Linked DNA regions of Mus musculus: region 2 is linked to region 1. The links are chromatin contacts, called in public HiChIP or PLAC-seq maps. All regions are on one chromosome and are shown on one strand. Each heading gives the region's core, a stretch centred on a gene start, on an enhancer-like site or on the middle of the called end of the contact. The rest is flanking DNA. Distances are from core to core; before and after follow the strand shown.

Region 1 (7,178 bases), core at 3,075-5,574:
TCACAAGCCACAGCGCCAGGGCCCTGGGGTAGGGAATCATATTCATTTTCATTCTTCTTCTTCTTTGAGAGAGAGAGGGCATATGTGTTATGTAGCTCAGACTGGCTTTAAACTCCACCTCTTCCCGCCTCTCCCTGCCTGCACTGGGATTGCAGCATGGGCCACTACGGCCAGATTGGGTGGGCTTTCTGCTCAGTCCAGAGTTTGGGGAAGGGGCACCTGCTGCCCCCTGTTCTCTGGTTCCAGACTAAGGCTGTCACTGGGAATCGATTGAGGAGCAGGTGTAGGGGTTTGCAAGGTGCTGGCGTCTCCTATTGGCTGCTGCCTCTTCTGCAGGTGACGCCTCTGCTCCAAGATGGCTTTCTCTAACAGGGACAAATCCATCCCCTCCACACAGGTGAGCAGTCGGGCCCTCACCACAAAAGCTCCACCTGAAAGACAGACAGATGCCGAGGCATTAGCAGGGACTTCCTGGAGGGTCTGTTGACCTTCACTGATGACTCTGGGACTCTGGGTGTTCTCAGACTAGTTCACTCCTGAGGCACTAAGAAAGCTGGCAATCTGTCTCCAGGAGACTCGGAGCCTGGGCCTGCCATGCTCTGCAGAGGGCAGGAAGGTGGACCTCCACACATCACACACACACACACACACACACACACACACACACACACAACCTATTATTCCTTTGCCTTCCAAAAGCCCAGGGCTCAGAAAATACTCTGTCTGCCCTAGGGGAAAGGCCTCTTTGGCACTCTGGGACCAGGTCCTGAAAAACTGGGGTGAAGGGAAACCATGTCTGATAAACCTAAGAGACTGAGCTCCAGCCACTTTGGCCTCAATGGGGCGAGTCACTCACACCCAGCTCTTCAGTGACATGCATACAGCTGCAGAGTGTGCATGCAGCTCCCTGACAGGGCAAAGGGGGCACTGGATCCCCTGAAAGTGGAGTTGCGGGTGGTTGTGAGCCCCTGTGTAGGTGCTGGGAATCAAACCCATGTCCTTTTCAAGAGCAGCGAGTGCTCTTAACCACCGAGCCATCTCTCCAGTCCCAATACCTACTTATTCATGCTCAGATTTATTTTATGTATGGACACTTTTGCCTGCATGGAGGCGTGTGTGGCCGGTATGTGTGCCTGGTATCCCCGGATGACAAAGGAGGGGGTCATATCTTCTAGAACTGGATTTATGGATGGTCCCGAGCCACCGGATGAATGTTGGGAACGGAGCCAAAGTCTTCTGCAAAGGCAATGAGTGCTCTTAATCACGGAGCCGTCTCTCTAGCCCCTACTTAGGTTTAGACAGGGTTTATAGAGTCCAGGCTGTCCTAGGATTCCTATGTATCCTAGAATGGTCCGGAACACTTGATGCCCCTGCCTTTCCCTCTCAAGTACTAGGACTGCAGGTGCAGGTCACATCCCTGGTTCCCTGTGGTGATTAGAAAAACTTCCTCCTCAAGTTCTCCTTGGTTCCCAGGAACTTCCATGAACAACTCGGTGTTCCAGGACATTACCACATCTGCTTTGGATGCACTGGAGACATCAGGCTTAGGTCTAGCCTGGCCTTTCAGCTCTAGACCATTCACTCACTGCAGCCAGTCTGGGGCAGAACTTATCATCAAGCTGTCTAGGTTTCAACCCCCTACACAGATCACCCATGGAAAAAAAAAAGGACTTATTTGAGCCTCAGTTCCTTGGTGCCAAGTCACAGAGATGCTGAGCTTGCAGAGGTCTCGGAGTGCGACCCTGTCTGCATCTACTGATGGGTGTTGGTTGCCCATCATCACCTGAGAGGCCTCTGGACAGGCGGTGTCTATACACGTTAATCAAATATTCATACCGCCTTGAGAAGCCTGGGGCACACTTAGCTCTAAAGGGTTTTTTGTTTTTGTTTTTTAAAATATATGTAAGTGCACTGTAGCTGTCTTCAGACACACCAGAAGAGGGCATCAGATCTCATTACAGTTGGTTGTGAGCCACCGTGTGGTTGCTGGGAATTGAACTCAGGACCTCTGGAAGAGCAGTCAATGTTCTTAACCGCTGAGCCACCTCTCCAGAGTTTATAAGAGCTCCAAGAACAAGAACAGAATGAGATGTTCACAGCATCTCAGCAGCTGCTTGGGGGCTGGAGAGATGGTCAGTCAGGAGTCTGACTCCTAGCCTGTCAGGTGACTCACACGCAGCAGGTCTAGCCTCTGTGGAAACCTGTACACACACACACACACACACACACACACACACACACACACACAAGCAAACAATAAGTAACTTAAAACAAACAAACGGCAGCAGTAACAACAACGAAAACCAAGTGTAGACACACCAGAACAATGGGAAAAAAAGAAGCCAGGCGGTGATGGTGCACACCTTTCAACCCAACACTGAGGAGCGACTGATGGAGGACCCCTGTGAGTTCAAGGCCAGCCTGCTCTATATAGCAAGTTCCAGGACAGCCAGGGTGACACAGATAGAGACACCCCGTCTAAAAACAAAATTAACTGAAACAAAAATGGAGGGCATGGGAGGAGTTTGTTGAGAGCCCTTGATTATGATTTGATTGTGACACCATGGGGGTGTATGGGGTTCCACAATGAGAGGTGGGAGACACAGAACTTAAGGCAGGATCCTGTGTCAAATATTTTCAAACTTCTGGGGTGAAGATTTTCTTAGAAATCTGCTTAATGTCGGGCGGTGGTGGCGCATGCCTTTAATCCCAGCACTTGGGAGGCAGAAACAGGCGGATTTCTGAGTTCGAGGCCAGCCTGGTCTACAGAGTGAGTTCCAGGACAGCCAGGGCTACACAGAGGAACTCTGTCTCGAAAAACCAAACCAAACAAACAAAAAAAAGTAAGAAAATTAAAGAAAAAGAAAAAAAAAAAAGAAATCTGCTTAAATTTCACAGACTCTTAAAAGGTGTTTGCTTATACTTTAGAAGATTTAAATTTGTAAATTAGATATATACGTGTGTATCTATGAATGTGCGCATATGAGTGCAGGTGCCTATGAAGGCCTGAAGAGAATACTGGCTCCCCTGGAGCTGGAGTTACAGGTGGCTGTGACTGCCTGTGTGGGTGCTGGGAAGCAGGCTTGGATCCTGTGGAAGAGCAGCGAGTGGTTGCAGCTGTTGAGCCTTTGCTCCTGTTCATTACGTTCATCAGTCTCAGTTGGCTTTATCGTTTATTGTCTACAGAGTAAGCGGTCCCCAGAATGGACGGCTTCTCAGTGGCTCGGTCAGGCCATGGCTGCAGTCCAGGTGCTTCAGCCCATTCTGGATGGAAGGAGGAGAGATGGGAGTGCATGTGTGGCATCTGAGGATGGCAGCCTGTGGGTAGAAGGTGTGAGGTAAAGCAGGCAGGAAAGGGCTTGCCTAGAGTCCTAGCCCTTGGCAGGGTGTGGCTGAACAAAAATCCCATTTCAAAAAACAGAGCACTGCTAGCGTGTGCAAGGACCTGGGTTTGACCTTCAGCACAAACCAAAAACATGCATATACATATGCACATACACATACATATGCACATACACACAGGGTCTGGGAGATGGGTTGGTGGTTAAGAGCATGCAGAGGACCTGAGCTCAGTTCCCAACTGAGTCCAATTGCTTACAACTCTTTGATCCAGTTCTGGGGGGATCCAAAGCCACAGGTTTCTATGGGTACCTGCATATATGTGTACATACCTACACACAGACAGACGGGAACACACACATACACACACATTTAAAAGTAAAATAAATCTTCAAGAGAAGGGAAAAGGCCGGGTATGCAGCTCAGCCGGCAGAGCACTTGGCTAGCACCCCCTCAGCCGCTTAGCATCCGAGCTCCCACGAGCACCACATGAATCGGACACGCTAGCACATGCCTGTAACCCCAGCACTCGGGAGATCAGGAGGTCAAGGTTCTCCTCCAATGCATAGCCGGTTTGCGGGGAGTCTGCTGTACATGAGAGACCATCTAAGAACAGTCACACACAACCACGTGCCTAGCATGCAGGAGGTCCAGGTTCAAGCCTAAGCACACATGCAACTGTCAGGTACCACTGCCCTGCCGTGTGGAGACCACTAGTGCTGGCCTGCACGCCTTAATGGCAGTCACTCGACAACATCAAAGGTAGTCCTTGTATGGTCACCCCAAACCCACCAAGTCCTCATCCCTGCCCACACTCCTGGGTCCTGTGTCCTTCCTCTGTTGTACTGTGTTTCCCTCTTCCAGTGTCCTTATAAGAGTCTCACCTTTTCTCTGGGACTTGGCTGAAACCTGGCTTTATCCATATCAACAGGTCCTACTGTGCAGGAGGTGAGTCCAGAGTTCACCTGCTGCTCGGGTTTCCTGTTACACGCCCGGCTCCTTCCCACTGATAACTGTTTACAGCAGTTTACCTCTGCTCCAGTTCTCCCTCCCACACCCACCTCGCACCTTGGACTGGTTTGTTCTAGAATCTTACACCCTGTTTGTTCTCAGTATCTTCCTGACCTTTCACTCCTACTACTGCAGCCTTCTTCACCCCTTGGGTCTCCTGGACTCTCTCACCTTCTCTGTCTCTTCAGCCGGCCCTAAGTACCTCCCAGCCATTTTCCTGGTATTGCAGGACTCAGCCTTTGCCTTCCAACCTGCCTGCCTGATGCATCTCCAGCCTCTGCCCTCCCCGGTCGCATCTCTGATGAGTACAGAGAAGCCTCAGACCACAAAACATATTCTCACTGTAACACAGGGACTTCAGAGTCTCCTCTCACTGAACAGCTTTCCTTGTCTGTCTAGAAACTCTTCTGTGTCCTGGCTAGCCTGGCCTCACGCTCAGTGACAGTTATGCAGGCATTACCAAACATGTAACTCTCCTGCCTCATACCTATCTCTCCTAGAAAAATTCCTTTACCTTTGTGTTGCCACCACTGAGCTTGGCTTCCTTCCCCCAGCTCCCTTCTTCTTTTCACTTTCTGAGGTATGGCCTTGCCAAGATACCCAAGCTGCCCTTGAACTCACTCTGTATCCCTGGTAGGCCTGGAACTTCCTGGGCAGCTAAGATTACAGTCACTGTGTAACCCCAGGCCTACTTGTTGCCAACCACTTGAATTATTTCAAAGCATCTAGCAGAGAGGATATTTTGATTATTCTGAGCTCTCTCTATCTCTCTCTCTCTCTCTCTCTCTCTCTCTCTCTCTCACACACACACACACACACACACACACACACAGACATGCGCGCGCGCAGAAGATAAATGTCTACAGAGATTGATATACCAATTGTTCTGATGTAATCATTCATTACCTACCATGGACATGTATTGAAATGTCACCCTGTGTCCATAGTATGGCTATACAATCACCATGTGACAATTAAAAGTTTTTACAAGCCAGGCATGGTAGCGCACACCTTTAGTCCCAGCACTCGGGAGGCAGAGGCAGGTGGATTTCTGAGTTTGAGGCCAGCCTGGTCTACAAAGTGAGTTCCAGGACAGCCAGGGCTACACAGAGAAACCCTGTCTTAAAAAAACAAAAAAAAAAAAAGTTTTTACAATAGTTTTTAAAAGGTGAGAAAAGAGGTTTGTGAGGTGGCAGTTGTTACAGCCAGTATGCTTATACAAGGTGTGATTATTACTAATTACACACAGGGGAAGATGTTTAGAAACACCTCAGACAGGGACCCATCAGGGCCTTGGACGGTACCAAGCGGTGTCAGATTCCGGGAGATGATCACAGAGCTGGTGCTGTTCCACACCAGTCTCCTGGCTGGCTCTAGATGTAAAACATGGGAGAAAGGTTCCTCTGCCCGACCTCTCCTTTGTCCTCAGAACTTTCCACCTGGACACAGTGCACTGCACATGTTTGATGGACCTTTGTATCCGCCAGGACTTAAGGCCTGGCCCAGGAAGGATGAAAGCTGTGTACCTCCTGCTCAGGGGAAAGGTCAGGACAGGCATGGCCACACTCAGCCAGCTCAGGGTTCCACCCACGGCTCGCTCATCAATTCCTTACTCCACATCACAGTGGCACATTAAAATCCTCAGGAAATGCATAAAAACGTTATGAGAAAAGAAGGCAAGCACAAGATGGAGCACGGCAAGCAGAAGGTGGAGCACAGCAAGCAGAAGGTGGAGCACGGCCTTAGAGAGCACCAGGCCAGCACACGATGCTCAACGAGGCCGACGTGAGCGTGCGCGCCCACACAGTGAATGAGGAGGGTGTTTGTGTTTTTTAAGATTTATTTATTTATTTTATGCATATGACTACACTGTAGCTATCTTCTGACACACATCAGAAGAGGGCATCCGATCCCATTACAGATGGTTGTGAGCTACCACATGGTTGCTGCTGGGAATTGAACTCGGGACCTCTGGAAGAGTAGTCAGTGCTCTTAACCCTTGAGCCACCTCTCCAGCCCAGGTTTTTTTTTTTTTTTTTTTTTTTTTTTTTTTTAAAGATAAAAGGCCCTTAGTGCCTCCTCTCATTTCTCTCTCAAATCAGTTATGAGGGAAGGAACTCTGACCTTCAAATCTTAAATCTGGGTCAGAGGAACTTTTATTAAGTCCATTATAATTAAAATCAGCACTATTTAATTAATTAATTAATTACATTAATTGAAGTCCTGGGATTAAAGGCGTGTGCCATCACTGCCTGGCTGCTAACATCAGTTTTAAAAATGCTAAGAGAAGTCTAAAAATTAGATGGTTGTGGTTACACATATGTAAAATCCTAGTACTCAGGAGTTAGAGGCAGGTGGATCACAAATTCAAGGCCAGCCTGGGCTATATATTGAGAGACTCTGTCTCCAAGCAAGGGGAAGGGAGGGAGAGTTTTATGCCATAGCCAGTCTAGTGGCACATTTATGAGGGAGGCAGAGGCAGAGACAGAGAGGCAGAGAGGCAGAGAGAGAGGCAGAGAGGCAGAGAGGCAGAGAGAGAGAGGCAGAGAGGCAGAGGAGGCGGCCAAGGGACCACAGTTTTAGCTTTTAAAATTTTAAAGATGTATTTACCTATGTGTATGACTATCTGTGTGTTTGTCTGTGTGGAGATCAGACTAGCATGTCACATCCTGTGAACCTGGAGCTATGGGCAGTTATGAGCTGCCATGTGGGTGCTACAAATATGTATCATAACAGGCATGGTCATCTACAAGAACAGCAAATGCTCTTAACTGCTGAGCTTTCTCCAGCTCCAACCACAAGTATAAGGCCAGCCTTGGCTATACTAC
Region 2 (7,178 bases), core at 2,558-5,057, 640 kb before region 1:
ACTCAAGCTACCTTGAGGATCCTCATTTCATTTATTAGGCAGTGTTTATCTGCCTAGTTCATTCCAATTTGTAAATTCGTATTTCTCTGGCTTCCATAAGCCGCTCACAAATTGAATGTATTCTTTCATTTGTTCTTTAAAATACACAGAAAACACAGTACTACAAAGTTGTAACGGTTTTAACTATCTAAAAAAGCGGACACTAAAATCCACATATATTTTGGGTAATTAAGAACCAAATTAGGAGAGTTTTGAAATTGGGAGGATAAACCTACAAACAAACCTATAAACAGAGAAATTACGGAAAAGGACCCAGGCATAGCAAGGCCTGCCTACCATCCCAGTACTCAGCAGGTTAAGCATGGCTGGGTTCCAGGTCAGAGGAGACCACAAGGTAGGATTTTCTTCTCAAATAAATGTAAAGAGTGTGTGTATAGCTTAACTTCATAACTCTACAATGTATACATACATTGTACATAGAGATAAACATGTGCGACTCTTGTCAATTCAAAGTTTTGGTTTTCTCCTATAAGAGAACCCAGAGTTAGATGAGGTACACTTGGTTAATCCCAGCACTCAGGAGGCAGAAGCAAGAGGATCTCTGTGACTTTAAGACCAGTCATTTTGAGGTCAGCCTGGTTTATGGAGTGAGTTTCAGGACAGCCAAGGGTACACGAGAAACCCTGTGTCGAAAAACCAAAGTAAGTAAGTAAATCAATCAATCAATCAATAAATAAGACAAGCCAGGGTTACAGAGTGGGACCCTGCTAACCACAAAACAACCGCCCCCTGCCTAGTTTGTCCAGTATCTCAGCAGGGGGTAATGCCAGGTTGACAGAGGCCTCATTGTCACCTTCCTGGCAACAGAGTCTTGGAGAGCCTCTGAGAGAATGCTGAATTCTTTGATGTAAGTTATTGGAAAGAGGAGGAAAGAGAAAAAAGGAAACCCTGAAGCCAGGCCTGATGCTACAGGTTTCTAAGTTTATCACTAGGGAGGTGTAGATACCTGAAGTTCAAGGTTATCTTGTATTATGCTACAAGCTCCACGCCAGACAAGAGAGGAGGCAATTGGAGGGAGAGAGGTTGTATATGTGCATGTATTTAGTACATTTCCAGCTACAAATCCAAAGTACTACAGACCTGTGAAGTTTTCATTTTCTATGTCTAAACAGCATAAAAATCTTTTTTTGTTTTGTTTTGTTTTTTTGAGACAGGGTTTCTCTGTATAGCCCTGGCTGTCCTGGAACTTACTCTGTAGACCAGGCTGGCCTTGAACTCAGAAATTCACCTGCCTCTGCCTCCCAAGTGCTGGAATTAAAGACGTGCGTCACTACTGCTCAGCTTCAGCATAAAAATCTTTGTTTTTTTTTTTTTTTTTTTTCTTTTTGTTGTTTTTCGAGAAAGGGTTTCTCTGTATAGCCTTGGCTGTCCTGGAACTCACTTTGTAGACCAGGCTGGCCTCAAACTCAGAAATCCGCCGCCTCTGCCTCCGAGTGCTGGCATTAAAGGCGTGCGCCACCACGCCCAGCTTCAGCATAAAAATCTTAAAGCTTCTGATGAAATTATAAATTGAGAATGAGATTACAAAGCCTCAAAAATCCAATGTTTCAACAACTACAGCACTGTTCAGGATTAGAACATGATTTTGACAAGACTTGCATGCATATTGAGCCAGAAGCACTATACTGCCTGCATAGCCATGATCTTAGTAAAGAACCTGGGGTCACAGAGCTAACTTGCTGAACGTAGCAAAGCATCCCAGTTCTGAAGCCAGGCTTTCAATCCCAAAGCCTCCTAATTCTACAGAAGACCTTTAGTCATCATCGTAAAAGAATTTACCATCACGCTTATTTATTTTGGGATTCACGGCATGCACCCCCATGCCTGCTCTGTAACTTTATTACTACATTTTAAAATTTATGTTTGTATGGTAGGAGAGTGTTCTCCTGCGTGGAAGACACATGAAAACCTGCAGGAGCTGGTTCTCTTCTTCCACCACGTAGGTTCTGAGGATTAATCCACGTACTCTGGGAGGTATGGGTCTGTATCTACTGATCTACCTGGGTGGCTCAAACCTCAGAAAAAGAGAGACAGATTTGACACAATCATGGCTACTCTTCAGTTACAACATGTTATTGCTGGTTTTCCTGAGATGGATGGAACTATGACATGCAAAATAAAGTCATGCACACAGTACAATACCTGGTATATCCACTGCCATGAAAATCTGTGCTATTTAAGCTCCTGATGACAGTTTGCTGTGTGGAAGATAAAACTAATCAACAAAAATGTCTTGCCATCTCCCTCCCCGCAGGAAAGTCTAAATACTCAAAAAAAATGTTATGATCCACACCTCTCACCCAAGCCCACCATGAGAGGAGAAAAAAACCGACTCAATTGCCGCAGAAGATATACTCGAGATGGGGAAACAGATAATCAACTGTACCCACAAGCCACCCAAGCACTAAATACAGAGTTTAACATTCACAAAAATTAAAGTAACTATGGTCCATACTCAAATTGCAAGCCGCATCTGAGTATTAAACGAAAGTGTTTAACACCACGTAAACGCGAAATATCTGATACACAAAATTAAGAAAACGAGAAAGGGTAGGCTGAAAAACAGGAGGTGCAATCTTGGCGTGGTAGCGGACATAAACGTTTATTGTCACAGCTGGAATGCATTCAGACGGGCATTCAAAGGAAGGAGTACAGATTCCAACTCACCGCCACATTTCCACAAGTCTGAAAGGCGGTGAACATAAACATAAAGGCAACTCCTAAAATAACGATGTTGAAAAGCTTTTTAGACTCCGGGGACATTTTGGCTCCGCTTGCTCAGAGGCCAGCAGCGGCCCAGGACAGTCACCTCTTCTCCTCCAGTCGAACCCCCTGACAGCCCTGAGGGAAGAAACCAGATGAGAGAACCACGAAGCCAGACTGCCGATTTCCAATCTTGGGATGGGAATCGTGGGTTTAAGGGAAATCTCTCCCCACCGGTACAGTCGGGACCCTCCGGGGACGCGACCGAGTGCAGAGGAGACCCGGGGTCTACCCGCCGCAACTCCAGTTGCAGGGAACGGGATCCGGGGCAAGGACGAGCAGTAGCAGCTGCTGGGGCCCGCCCTCCCGGCCTGACTCACAGCAGATCACGAGACCGGTCAGCTGACCAGAGTCTGGTCGCAGCGCCCGCCGGGAAATGTAGTCCCGGCGCCCCGTGGGGGGAGGGGAGGGTACGGCCGCACGCTGTGGCTAGCGCGTACTTTAGGTCTACACTACCCGTCCCTTCGTAGAGAGCAAAGGCCCCGAGAAGTGAAACCAAGGCAGCGAGCCTCAGTCAGGAGCGGCGGGAGAGGGGAACGTGAGGTGGCCCCGGGACACAGAGAGGCAAAAGAGAGCGCAAGAACCGGCTCTGACAGGCGGGACTGAAGGCTGGGCGGAACGGCGCGTGGAGCCCGGGCATTGGCGTGGGGAAGGGGCGGGGCTCTGGTGGGGCGCGCTTCCTCTTTCTCCCTCCATAGAGCCTCGTTCTTCCCCTTCCCCGCGCTCTCGCGGACGCACCCACGGTAGAGCATTTGGCGGGCTTTCTAACTGCCTTCTCTGGCTGCTCCCCCGCCCCACCGCAGTGACTGCGCGCTTTCCGCCCGCCCGCCGCGCGGTGCGCAGGCGCACCTGGGAGGGGCGGGGCGCGCGGCGGCGACGTTACGCAACACGGCCGAATGGGCCAATCAGGAGATTCATTTCCGGGTGGCGCGGGCGCCATTTTGTAAGGGTGGGTATAAATGCGCGCTGGGGCCCGCCCGCTCGCTTAGTTGCTGCTCAGGCGTCCGTCAGGTTCGGGTGCTCTGCGGCGGCCTTGCGGCTCCCTCCCTACCCACGAGGACTGTAGCTACCGAGCGCCTGACGGAGCTGCGTTTCCGGAGAGCGAGGGCCTGTCCGGGGCGTTAGGGTCTCGGCGCCGCTTCGCAGCCATGAGCTACGGCCGCCCGCCTCCCGATGTGGAGGGCATGACCTCCCTCAAGGTGGACAACCTGACCTACCGCACCTCGCCCGACACCCTGAGGCGCGTCTTCGAGAAATACGGGCGCGTCGGCGACGTGTACATTCCGCGGGACCGCTACACCAAGGAGTCCCGGGGCTTCGCCTTCGTCCGGTTCCACGACAAGCGCGACGCCGAAGACGCCATGGACGCCATGGACGGGGCGGTGCTCGACGGCCGCGAGCTGCGGGTGCAGATGGCGCGCTACGGCCGCCCGCCCGACTCGCACCACAGCCGCCGGGGCCCGCCACCCCGTCGGTACGGCGGCGGCGGCTACGGGCGGCGGAGCCGCAGGTGAGCGGGGCCCGGGGCGGAGCGGGAGGCGGACGGGCACAAAGGTACGCGGAGCACGTGGAGCCAGCCCCTCCCTCGCGGCCGGGGTGGCAGCAGGGCCGGGCCACTCCGTGCGAGACCCCGCCTCGCGGCAAGGGAAATGGCGCCTGGCAGCCAGATAATGGCGGCGGGGCGGGCGGGGCGGGACCGGCGGCCTGCAAGCTCACCCTGTCGCTTCGTTCACGTCCCACTCGCAGCCCTCGGCGACGCCGGCGCAGCCGATCTCGAAGCCGGAGTCGGTCCAGGTCGCGAAGCCGCTCCCGCTACAGCCGCTCCAAGTCTCGGTCCCGCACTCGCTCGCGCTCCAGATCAACCTCCAAGTCCAGATCTGCCCGAAGATCCAAGTCCAAGTCCTCCTCCGTCTCCAGATCCCGCTCGAGGTCAAGGTCCAGGTCGCGATCGAGAAGCCCTCCGCCCGTGTCGAAGCGAGAGTCCAAGTCTAGGTCGCGGTCCAAGAGCCCACCCAAGTCTCCAGAAGAAGAGGGAGCAGTTTCTTCCTAAGAAAATGGTAATGTCTGCGGGAATCTGAGACACGCCCTAACTCCCGTGGGGTATGGAGTAGGTTTTTTGAGCCTTGTTAGCATAAAGACTCCTGGTGTTAAGAGTACTACTGCTCTGAAGTTACTCAGCTTTGGGAGTGATGCTGAAGAGGGGTCTGCAGAGAGGATTGTGTAAAGCTTAGATAGTAATGGCTGTTTCATGCTGTTTGAGACCTATTAATGAAAATGACTATTTCTTGCTGTTTTTATCCAACGTCTGCATTTTCCCCCTTTAAAGCTGCGGTCTCCTGTTTTATCAAAGAATATTGGCCAGTATTGCAGATTTTAACTGATTTGGCTGATCCTCCAGGGACCAGTTTCTGTGGGCGTGTATTGGAGCAGGTTTGTCTTTAAATGTTAAAGATGCACTATCCTCATAGAGAAAAACATTCAGTGCAACTGTTGTTGTGCTGACTGGGACTTCTTACTCTAATGGATGTGGCAAAGGAATTGCAATTAAGAAGCAATGAACTTTTGGAACCCCAAAAGAAAGTTACAGGTATTGATCCGCACCGGGTGGGGAAAGGATAGTGTGTCTTTAACTCTAAATTGTTTGGTCCTATTTTTCTTTTTAAAGGAAAGGGCCCTAAGTAGCTGATTAAGAACATCCTCAACTGCCAAACGTTTCATTTTCAAACATCTTACAAAGTGTAGACTAATTTCTGATAGCAAGTTTTTGTTTGGAAACAGCCCCACCCTGCCCCCCTACCTTTTTTTTCTTTTAACCCTCCCTTGCCTCCTTTTTTTTCCCCCTTTTTTCTTTCTTTCTTTTTTTTTTTTTTTTTTTTTTTTTTTTGGTCTTGGTTATTTGGCCAAGAATCACATATATCCGAACATGCTGGTGGTACCCTTTGGAAAAACTCCCATTTGGGCCTTTAAAAAAACTGATAATGGCCAGGTGGAACCTTCTGTAACCTACTTGTTTCACCAGAGCCTTAGTAAGTACATGCCTGATAATGAAACCATGTGCACTTTGGAACCTTTTTAGTAGTGGAAAGTAAGCTGAACCTCTTTCTTTTCAAACCTAGATGAATCGGCAAGCGGCTTAACAGAGGACATTGGGGGAAAGGACCACAAACTCAGTCCATCGGTCCATGGAAGAGTCCTTGGAACAAGCAACTGGCTATTAAAAAGGTTATTTTGTAACATTTGTCTAACTTTTTACTTGTTTTAATCTGCCTCAGGTGGCAAACTTCATTTTATGTGCCATTTTGTTGCTGTTATTCAAATTTCTTGTAATTTAGTGAGGTGAGCGACTTCAGATTTCATTATTGGATTGGATATTTGAGGTAAAATTTCATTTTTGTTTATAGTGCTGACTTTTTTGTTTGAAATTAAACAGATTGGTAACCTAATTTGTGGCCTCCTGACTTAATAAGGAAACATGTACAGCCATTACATACAGCCTAAAGCTGTCAGCAGAATGACTCAACATTGCCTTCACTTCTTAATAATTAAAAACCTATGAAAGTTGGTGTAATTTGTTCATATATGTTATTTACCTTCAGGTCTATATGATAATCTGAACCCAAATTTGTATAAAGACTTTTCAGGTGAAAAGACTTAATTTTTTTTTTAAAGGATTGTTTACCCAACACAATTCTAATCTCTTCTCTTATGTATTTTTGTGCACTAGGCGCAGTTGTGTAGCAGTTGAGTAATGCTGGTTAGCTGTTAAGGTGGCGTGTTGCAGTGCAGAGTGCTTGGCTGTTTCCTGTTTTCTCCTGATTGCTCCTGTGTAAAGATGCCTTGTCGTGCAGAAACAAATGGCTGTCCAGTTTATTAAAATGCCTGACAACTGCACTTCCAGTCACCCGGGCCTTGCATATAAATAATGGAGCATACAGTGAGCACATCTAGCTGATGATAAATATACCCCCCTTCCCTCAAAAAATGCAAAATGGTAAATCTGATCATCCTTGTGTTGTGAACTTTTAAAAAAAAAATCAAAATGTTAAGGAAGCAAATGGTTTGTAACTTTGTAAGTACTTAAAACATGGTGTATCTTTTGCTTATGGATATTCTGTACTATAACCATTGTTTCTGTAGTTTGATTAAAGTGTTTTCTTGGTGTTAGCTTTTTTGAGAATGTGTCCTGGTCTTTTGTTTCCCTCATTTTAATCCAAGACCTATACAATTATTTACTTTGAATGTTAACAGCCTTAAGGTATAAAATGTGGGTTGGACTGCTTTTTACTGGTAGGTACTTCAGTGTCAGTGTGGTCCTACTTTAATGATTGGGAGTAGTCTAAGCCTTTTTGAATGTT

The links. HiChIP or PLAC-seq counts read pairs in DNA pulled down with a chosen protein or histone mark.
Region 2: a contact with region 1 is called in a FOXA1 HiChIP or PLAC-seq map of pancreatic cancer cells. The contact joins the promoter of Srsf2 here to the enhancer-like site in region 1. A contact is called at or near these places in 2 of 39 promoter capture datasets (hippocampal neurons and pre-B cells), 2 of 115 datasets of contacts at active chromatin or transcription factors (embryonic stem cells and pancreatic cancer cells) and 1 of 9 other capture datasets (adipose tissue).

What each region holds. Positions count from the first base shown.
Region 1 is chr11:116,208,092-116,215,269 of GRCm38.p6, reverse strand. Ten1 (TEN1 telomerase capping complex subunit) reads right to left here. Exons shown (of 4, transcript NM_027107.1): 4 at 1-431. The coding sequence ends at 193. Among named protein-coding and RNA genes, the nearest start is that of Acox1, 13 kb to the right of the region's middle. Within about 2 kb of position 4,324, at least 26 of the 459 cell types and tissues checked have an H3K27ac peak or open chromatin away from gene starts, as enhancers often do. A contact at or near this core is called in pancreatic cancer cells, where this site is marked.
Region 2 is chr11:116,849,723-116,856,900 of GRCm38.p6, reverse strand. It overlaps Srsf2 (serine and arginine-rich splicing factor 2), which reads left to right and starts at 3,807. Exons shown (of 3, transcript NM_011358.2): 1 at 3,807-4,333; 2 at 4,570-4,880; 3 at 5,940-7,004. The coding sequence starts at 3,972. The coding sequence ends at 4,873. Mfsd11 (major facilitator superfamily domain containing 11) reads right to left here and starts at 2,901. Exons shown (of 13, transcript NM_178620.4): 1 at 2,728-2,901; 2 at 2,203-2,258. The coding sequence starts at 2,823. Mettl23 (methyltransferase like 23) reads right to left here. Exons shown (of 5, transcript NM_028865.3): 5 at 7,161-7,178.